2 separate regions of the Cricetulus griseus genome follow, and region 2 is linked to region 1. Evidence: chromatin contacts called from public Micro-C data. All regions are on one chromosome and are shown on one strand. The core of a region is the stretch at or near the end of the contact, and the rest is flanking DNA. Distances in the headings are between cores, read along the strand shown. Region 1 overlaps Copg1 (coatomer subunit gamma-1). Region 2 holds the start of Cnbp (cellular nucleic acid-binding protein).

Region 1 (3,574 bases), core at 731-3,230:
AATGCTATTTCAATCTCGGCTGTAGCAGTCACTGGCTCTGACAAGATGACACATGTTTGCAGGAGAGAGGCAAGTTCATAAGTCTGAGTGCTGTGTCCCCTCAGTAAAGCCAGTACCTGACTGCTATGTAAAGCATGTAGCTTTCTGGGAGGCAGCCAGAGAGCTGAGAAGACAAAGCATGGGCTTTTTCATGGAGAAAAGCATGGGTCAGGGCGAGAGGCACCTGGCTCAGATACCACAAAGTGTTTCTTTGTTCTTCAGGATACCCTGGGAGGCAAGTCATTGCATTCAGGTCACAATAGTCTCAGATTCGGTTTCCTTTACATGGGTCCAGTGTATCCTAGGCTAACCTCAAAATCACTATGTCCCCAAGGATAAACTTGAGCTCTTAACCTTGTTCCTACCTCTCAAGTGCTGGGACAGCTACCAAGTTTATTCAGTGCTGGAATCAAAATCAGGATTTTGTGCATGTTAGGCAAACATTCTACCAATCGAGCTACACCCAGAATCCTCTTCTTCCTTTCTTTAAAATGTGTGTGTGTGGGGGGGCATGCCCGTGCGTGTGCCTGAGTATGGGTATGTGTGTGTAAGTACAGGTACAGACTGACCCATAGAAGCCAGAAGATGCTGTTGGATCCCCTGGAGCTGGAGTTATAAACAGTTATAAAGTGCTAAATACTGAGTCCAAACTTGGGTTCTCTGAAAGAACAGTATGTATTCTTAACTACTAAGCTCTCTCTCTCCAGTCCTTCTAAAACACACACACCCAACCATTTTGTGTATAAGTAATATATGTGTGTGAGTGCAGGCCTATACATGTCACATCACAAACATGGAGGTCAGAAGACAACTTTCAGGAGTTGGTTCTCTGCTTCCACCATGAATCCAGGGATTAAAATCAAAGCATCTTCTACCACTTGAACCATCTCACTGGCCCCAGAGTCCTCATTCTTAAAATATTAGTGACAAGGACTGTTAGGAGAATCAGGAGACCACATATCCCACATACTCTCTAACAGTGGGGTTGCAGCTGATGGCTGTTAAGGCATCAATACCTTATCCTTGAGAAATACCTTGAGAAAGCCCAAGGAACCAATGCAAAAGCTGCTCTCCTGTTGGCCCTTGGTCCACCTTGGACTGGGGTAAAGGGTTCTGTGTATCTATGGGCCAAATCTGTTCCACTGTTTGTTTTTTAAAAATTATTTTGTATGTATGAGTATTTTGCCTACAAGTATATCTGAATCACATGTATACTTGGTGCCTGTAGTAGTCAGAAGAGGGCATCAGATCCCCTGGGACTAGAGTTACAGATAGTTGGGAGCCACCATGTAGGTGCTAGGAATTGAACCCAGGTCCTCCGGAAGAGCAGCCAGTGCTCTTAATTGCTGAGCCATCTCTCCAGCCCCCAATACACACTTGCTTTTGAACCTATGAATTTGCCAATTTTGTTCATACAATAAAAAACAAACAAGCCTAGTGGTGGCGCATGCCTTTAATCTCAGCACTTGAGAGGCAGAGGCAGGAGGGTCTTTGAGTTGGAGGTCAGCCTGGTCTAGCTACACAGAGAAACCCTGTCTCAAAAAACCAAACAAACAAAAACACAGATTCATGTCAAGCACAAAAAGAGAACCAGCCAGGCATAGTGGACCAAGCCTTTAATCCCAGAACTCTGGAGACAGACAGGTAAATCTCTGTCAGTTAAAGGCTAGTCTGGTCTACATAGTTAGTTTCAGGACAGCCAGAGCTATGTAGATACCCTTTCTCAAAACAAACAACAACAACAACAACAAAAACCAACAAACTCCAGGACCAAAGCCATGTTTTTAGCACAATTTCCAAGATCCTGAATGCAGTCAGTCTTCTAAGCTTGACTTTGCAATAGGTTGACATCCTGCTTTCTGCACAGGCACTGCCTTGGGGCACCCGCTGGACTTGTTGCCATGCTGGTGAGTCATACATTACTACTGTAATTATGAGCGGCTGGTGCTGTTGCATCATCTGTGCATGGGAGTTTAAGTGCCGCAGGCTCCAGGAAACTAGCTGTTTAACGGTGTTCTGAGCTTAATACCAAGAAACGGATCTTGGCAGCCAGGCCACTCTCTGCACCAAAAAAGCGAGCAGAACCCCAGTGGCCCCACTCTTACCTCTTCCCTTAGCATGGTGAACAGGAAGTTCATGAGTACGGCATGTTTCCGAGGATATTTCTGGCACAGGGCACTGATGGCCTGGACAACCACCACCTGGGGTAGAGAGACACATATGAGTAGCAGCCCCTGACAATCCTAGTCACAGAGTCCCTCCTTGGGCAAGACTATGCTCTAGGCCCAACACAAGAGCAAGAAACCAGGAGGAACACCAATCACTCCATGCTGGGGAACACAGCCCTGAGGTCCCCCAGGGCAGGAAAACATGGCAGTCTCAGTAGCCCAAGTGCAGGTCTAGCTCCCCAAACCCTGCCTGGCCTGCTTCTCTCCTGCCGTGGACATTTTCACCCAATATTCCACTCTGTTCTCTTCTCGAGGTCTCTTTGGCAATCTCATTTCTTCCCTCTGCTTTCTTCCTGTAACTGGCTCAAGTCTTCACATTGCTCTTACATCATTGCTCTTGCTGCTTCTAAGCCCCTTCATCTTCAGAGATACGATTCTCCTCCAACTCATCCTCCACTGTCCAGAGGGGTTGATCTCATGTGCAAATCTCACCACACCATCAGCCTATCGATATGCCTTCATACAGCCCACAGGCAGAGTAGATTTCTGTCCACGTTTCACAACCCACACTCTAGGATTTATCCTGCTATATCAAAAATTGTTCCTATCATTCTCTGCTCTGATGAAAACTCCCCAGGGACACATTTCATGACTCTATTTAGGTTGCACTAAAATAATCTAACTATGGAAAATACCAATAGATGAGAGACTGTCAAGAATCAGGGATGAGGGTCTGGGAATGGAGTGTACAAGCTCTGTCTAATGATGGTGAGTCTAACTGTGGCAGTAATTTTCAAAGGCATCACATGTGCACCTCATAACCAATGAAATCTGAGTAAGCACTCTAGATTGTACAATTGCTGGTTTCTTGTTGACACTATGACTATGCGAGATGTGGGCATTGCAGTTGAGAGAAATGCCCAAGACCTTTTCTCTTATATATTTGCGATCTCCTATGAATTATCTTAAAGTAAAAATTTAAAAAGCATGCCGGGCAGTGGTGGCACACGCCTTAAATCTCAGCACTTGGGAGGCAGAGGCAGGAGGATGTGGGTTACAGAGTGAGTTCCAGGACAGCCAGGACTATACAGAGAAACCCTGCCTTTAAAAAAAAAAAACAAAAAAAAAAAACAAAAAAAAAAAAACAAAGAAAAATATAAGCTGGATATGGAAGCAGGCATCTGTAACCTCAACCATTTGGGAGACAATAAAAGGAGGACTGCTCCAGGGTTGACACTATCCTGGGTTCTATTGAACCTGAGCTCTGGAATAAGACCCTGTCTAGAAAAAAAAAAAAAAACTATCACAAGCAGTAGGTCTGCAGTGAATAGCCCAGCCTGTGCTGACATCTCCAAAGCATCTGACCC
Region 2 (3,574 bases), core at 523-3,022, 56 kb after region 1:
GAGATATAGATGGTTAAAAATAGCCAAGTTGGTGCTGGTACTTGAGTCTGGATCCTCTGGAAGACCAGCCAGTGTCCTTTACTGCTGAGCCATCTCTCCAGACCCTTTCTTTTGGTACTGGGTTTTGGAAACCAGGACCTCACACATGCCAACCATTCGGCAATTGAACCATATCCCCAGCCTGACATTCAGCTTCCATAAATTTCTGTATTCATCTTAAAAGAAGAAGAAAAATAAAGATTTATGAAGCCGGGCATGGTGGTGCAATTTTATAATGCCAGAACTCTGGAGGTGCAGGTGAATATCTATGAGACCCTGACACAAACAAAAACAATAAAAGATTTTTGTGGCTGAGTGTATTTATGTGCACCTTCTCAGATAGAGAGCATTAGATCCTCTGGGACTTGAGTTAGGTAGGTAGTTGTTACAAGTATGAAGTGAATTCTGGTCCAACAAGAGCAGCATGTGGTGTTTTTTTGTTTGTTTTTAGAGTGGTTTTTTTGTTTTTGTTTTGTTTTGTTTTTTGCGACAAGGTCTCACTATACTTGAAGATTTTGTTTGGTGGGCTAGAGATGGGATCCAGAGCCTTGTACAAGAGAGGCAAATGCTCTATTACTAAAGGTCTTACTATGTAGCCAGGACTGTAGATCCTACTGCCTTTACTTCCCAAGTGCAAGGGATTAAAAGTGTGTGCTACCATGCCTGGCTGCAAGTGCTTTTACTATTAAGTCATTTCTGCAGGCCCATTTTTAAGTTTATACAGTAAGTCATTAGTGGGAAAAAAGTTCACTGCAGTTCACAGCAGTCACAATATGGCTGACCTCGCTAAATGTATTAATAGACATATTTTAGTAGCTTCTGAAATTCAGGAGACTTGAGAATCTTCCGTATTTTTTCATGTTTGTAATAAAACTTCATTCCTAAGTTGGACGCAGTTGTAGAATGTTTCAGTTTACATAAGACAATCTTTTGGGGTGGGGTGGTAATACAGGGGGGTCAAACCCTGGACTTAAAAGTGAAAACTTACATGAAAGCCTTCTGTTTTGAAGGCCTATGACCACACACACAATCTCTATTGGGAGACACCACCAAACCCAAACTGAAGTTCAATCCTGAACAGAACAGCCCAGGTCAACGGCTTTCCTGGCTTCCTCTTTCACCCTTAAATCCTAGGGATGTCACTCATTACAGGTCACAAGGAGTGTTGTGACACAGATCTCAGTAATAGTTAAGTACCCTGTCACATCTTCACCCTCATGAGGCATTTTCATTTGGGAGGATTACAATCCAGGGGCTCTAGCAGCGAGATGTCGGTTTATACCCAGAAGGTACAAAATCCAAACGCATCTCATGGGCCGTAATGGTGGCCACTGCCGCTTCGATGACCTTCCCCCAAACCTAAGTGCGTGTGCTCTGGAAACCTGGCCTGCTTCTCAGCGCCTCCCGCTTAGGGGGTGCCGGGGAGGGGAGGTTGGCTCCCGCAAGCCGCGACCACTGCCCGGGACAGTCCCCTAGAATACAGCTGGCCAGAGCGGGTCAGTCGGGGTTGGGAGAAGGCCAGCAAAGGATGGAGGGACAAACTGCCTGAAGACACGACTCGGAGCTACGGAAACCAGCTCCAGGCGGGAAGGCCACGCGCATAGCACAGCGGAAGAAGCGGAGCGTGGAGGCGGAGCATGCCCCGCCCGATGCCGCCCTCGCGCTAGGCCGCGCTCCCCGCGGGCGATCCTGATTGGCCGGCCCGGTTCCCGGCGCTGATTGGACGCGTGGGCGAGGCGGAGGAGAGCCGTGCGCAGCGGCGTGTGTGGGGCCGTGTGCAGACCCGCGTGTGGCGCAGGCAAGGACCCTGAAAATAAACAGCCACTGCTTTGCGAGTCGCTTTCCTGGGCCTGCGTCCGAGTATCCACCGCTGTGGGCAGCTCAGACGCCGAAGGTGAGGGCTCAGGGTGTGGACCGGGCTGTGGAGGCCGCGGGGTTGGCGCGGCCGAGACCGACGGAGGGCCGGAGCTACGAGGCGCGATGGCGGCCGCACCTTGGCCTGCTCCCTGCTGCGTCAGGCGCGGGGCTCGGCCTGGCTGCCTCCTGGGCCCTGCTTTCCGGCTTGCCGCAGTAGGGCGGCCGCCCTGGCGGCCCTGCGGCGCGGGAACCTAGAGCCGGTGGGGTGGGGGGGCTCGCTCGGCGCCCGCGGCCGCGCAGGCCTCAGGCGTGTGGCGACGAGGCCCGGCGCCCTTGGGGCCGAGGCGGAGAGGGTCGCGCGCGGGCCTAGCGCCCAGGGCCAGTGTGGCGGGAACTCCTGGAACCGGGCCGTGTGCGGGGAAGGGCGCGCGGGCGCGGAGGAGGTCCGCAGCCCGACCGCGGGGTGGAGGCCTGGCGGGCCATGTGCCAGCGGCTGCGGGGCCTCGGGAACCGGCCCGTGACGAAGCCCGCGCACGTCGCGGTAAGGCTCAGGAGTCTGGATCCAGTTCTCCATGCTGCCAACCTTTATTCCTCCCGATCCCTTGTACTTTGTATTCTTAAACGGCCTATTCACCATTGCTGCACGAAAAAGCACTTTTCCCTGAATCGGTAAGATTAAAGTCTTAGGTCCCTGGGGCGGGCGAGGGTGGGAAGGACCCCCCCACCCCCCAGTTTGTCAGGCCTTTAAGGCAATCTCGGCGGCAGAAGCCTTTGCCGATATCTCTCGGATTAAACGGACATAAATTACGAGCAAGCCTCGGAAGTAGAATTGGCAAAGGTGAATCTAGATTTTCATTAGCGCGAAAACCTGCTTTAGAACGGTCTAATCGCCCCCACTTGGGTTCGGGTGTTGATTTTATAGGTAAAGCTTTTGCTTGTTGCCACATGTCAAGCACATGGCTTCAGCTACCAGGCACTTTCAGAGGAAGTGACTACATCTGGTCTTGAGGTGGGGGTGGGGGTCTTGGGGAAAGGAAACGAATCGCACCAATCGTCTAATTCCAAGTTTTTGCAATATTCTTGAGAACAGAAAACAGACAAGTTAAACCATGACACTCAATTTGTCTGCATTTTAGTAAAAGGGAATTAAGTTATATTCCCATTTTCTGTTTGACCGAGTTTTGGAGAGATTACGCCAATGATTTAATATTAGGGTTAAAATTTTCAAGTTCACTAGATGTTTGCTCTTAGTATAAATTGGATGTAAGATTTTTGTCTTTTTTTAAAGACATATAAGCTGTAGTTTTATGCCTAATTCTTTAATTCTGGGGGGGAAAAAACAAATTACCTGGGTTAAAATGCAGGTTTATCAGGTAACAGCCCCCATGGTTCTAGGTACTTTTTAAAAAGCTTGTTAAGCTTGCTTCTTGTCTACAAGGAACTCCACGCTGTACTATAAAGGAAATAATTTATTGGAATCCTAAGGGCTGAATTAAGGGCTTAATTTCATCCCCAAATTACAGCTCCTGGCAACAGGTTTTAAAATCTAACAGTAGTATATCTTTGTACTTACCTTCTACTTCATATTAAGATATATTTGAATAACTCCTTTTTATATTGGTAGACTGGGAAAATTTATTTCATATACGCGTGCAGTCTGTAAAATGATTTTAAATCA

Evidence for each region. A called contact is a pair of places that touch in the nucleus more often than the background predicts.
Region 2: a Micro-C map of the CHO-K1 cell line shows a contact between it and region 1, with 2.5 times the contacts expected there. The contact joins the promoter of Cnbp here to the enhancer-like site in region 1. A contact is called at or near these places in 2 of 8 Hi-C or Micro-C datasets (both in the CHO-K1 cell line).

The regions. Positions count from the first base shown.
Region 1 is chr8:55,410,796-55,414,369 of CriGri-PICRH-1.0, forward strand. It overlaps Copg1 (coatomer subunit gamma-1), which reads right to left. Exons shown (of 24, transcript XM_027428699.2): 13 at 2,145-2,240. Among named protein-coding and RNA genes, the nearest start is that of Copg1, 11 kb to the right of the region's middle. Within about 2 kb of position 1,981, at least 3 of the 6 cell types and tissues checked have open chromatin away from gene starts, as enhancers often do. A contact at or near this core is called in the CHO-K1 cell line, where this site is marked.
Region 2 is chr8:55,466,819-55,470,392 of CriGri-PICRH-1.0, forward strand. Cnbp (cellular nucleic acid-binding protein) reads left to right here and starts at 1,773. Exons shown (of 5, transcript XM_027428704.2): 1 at 1,773-1,933.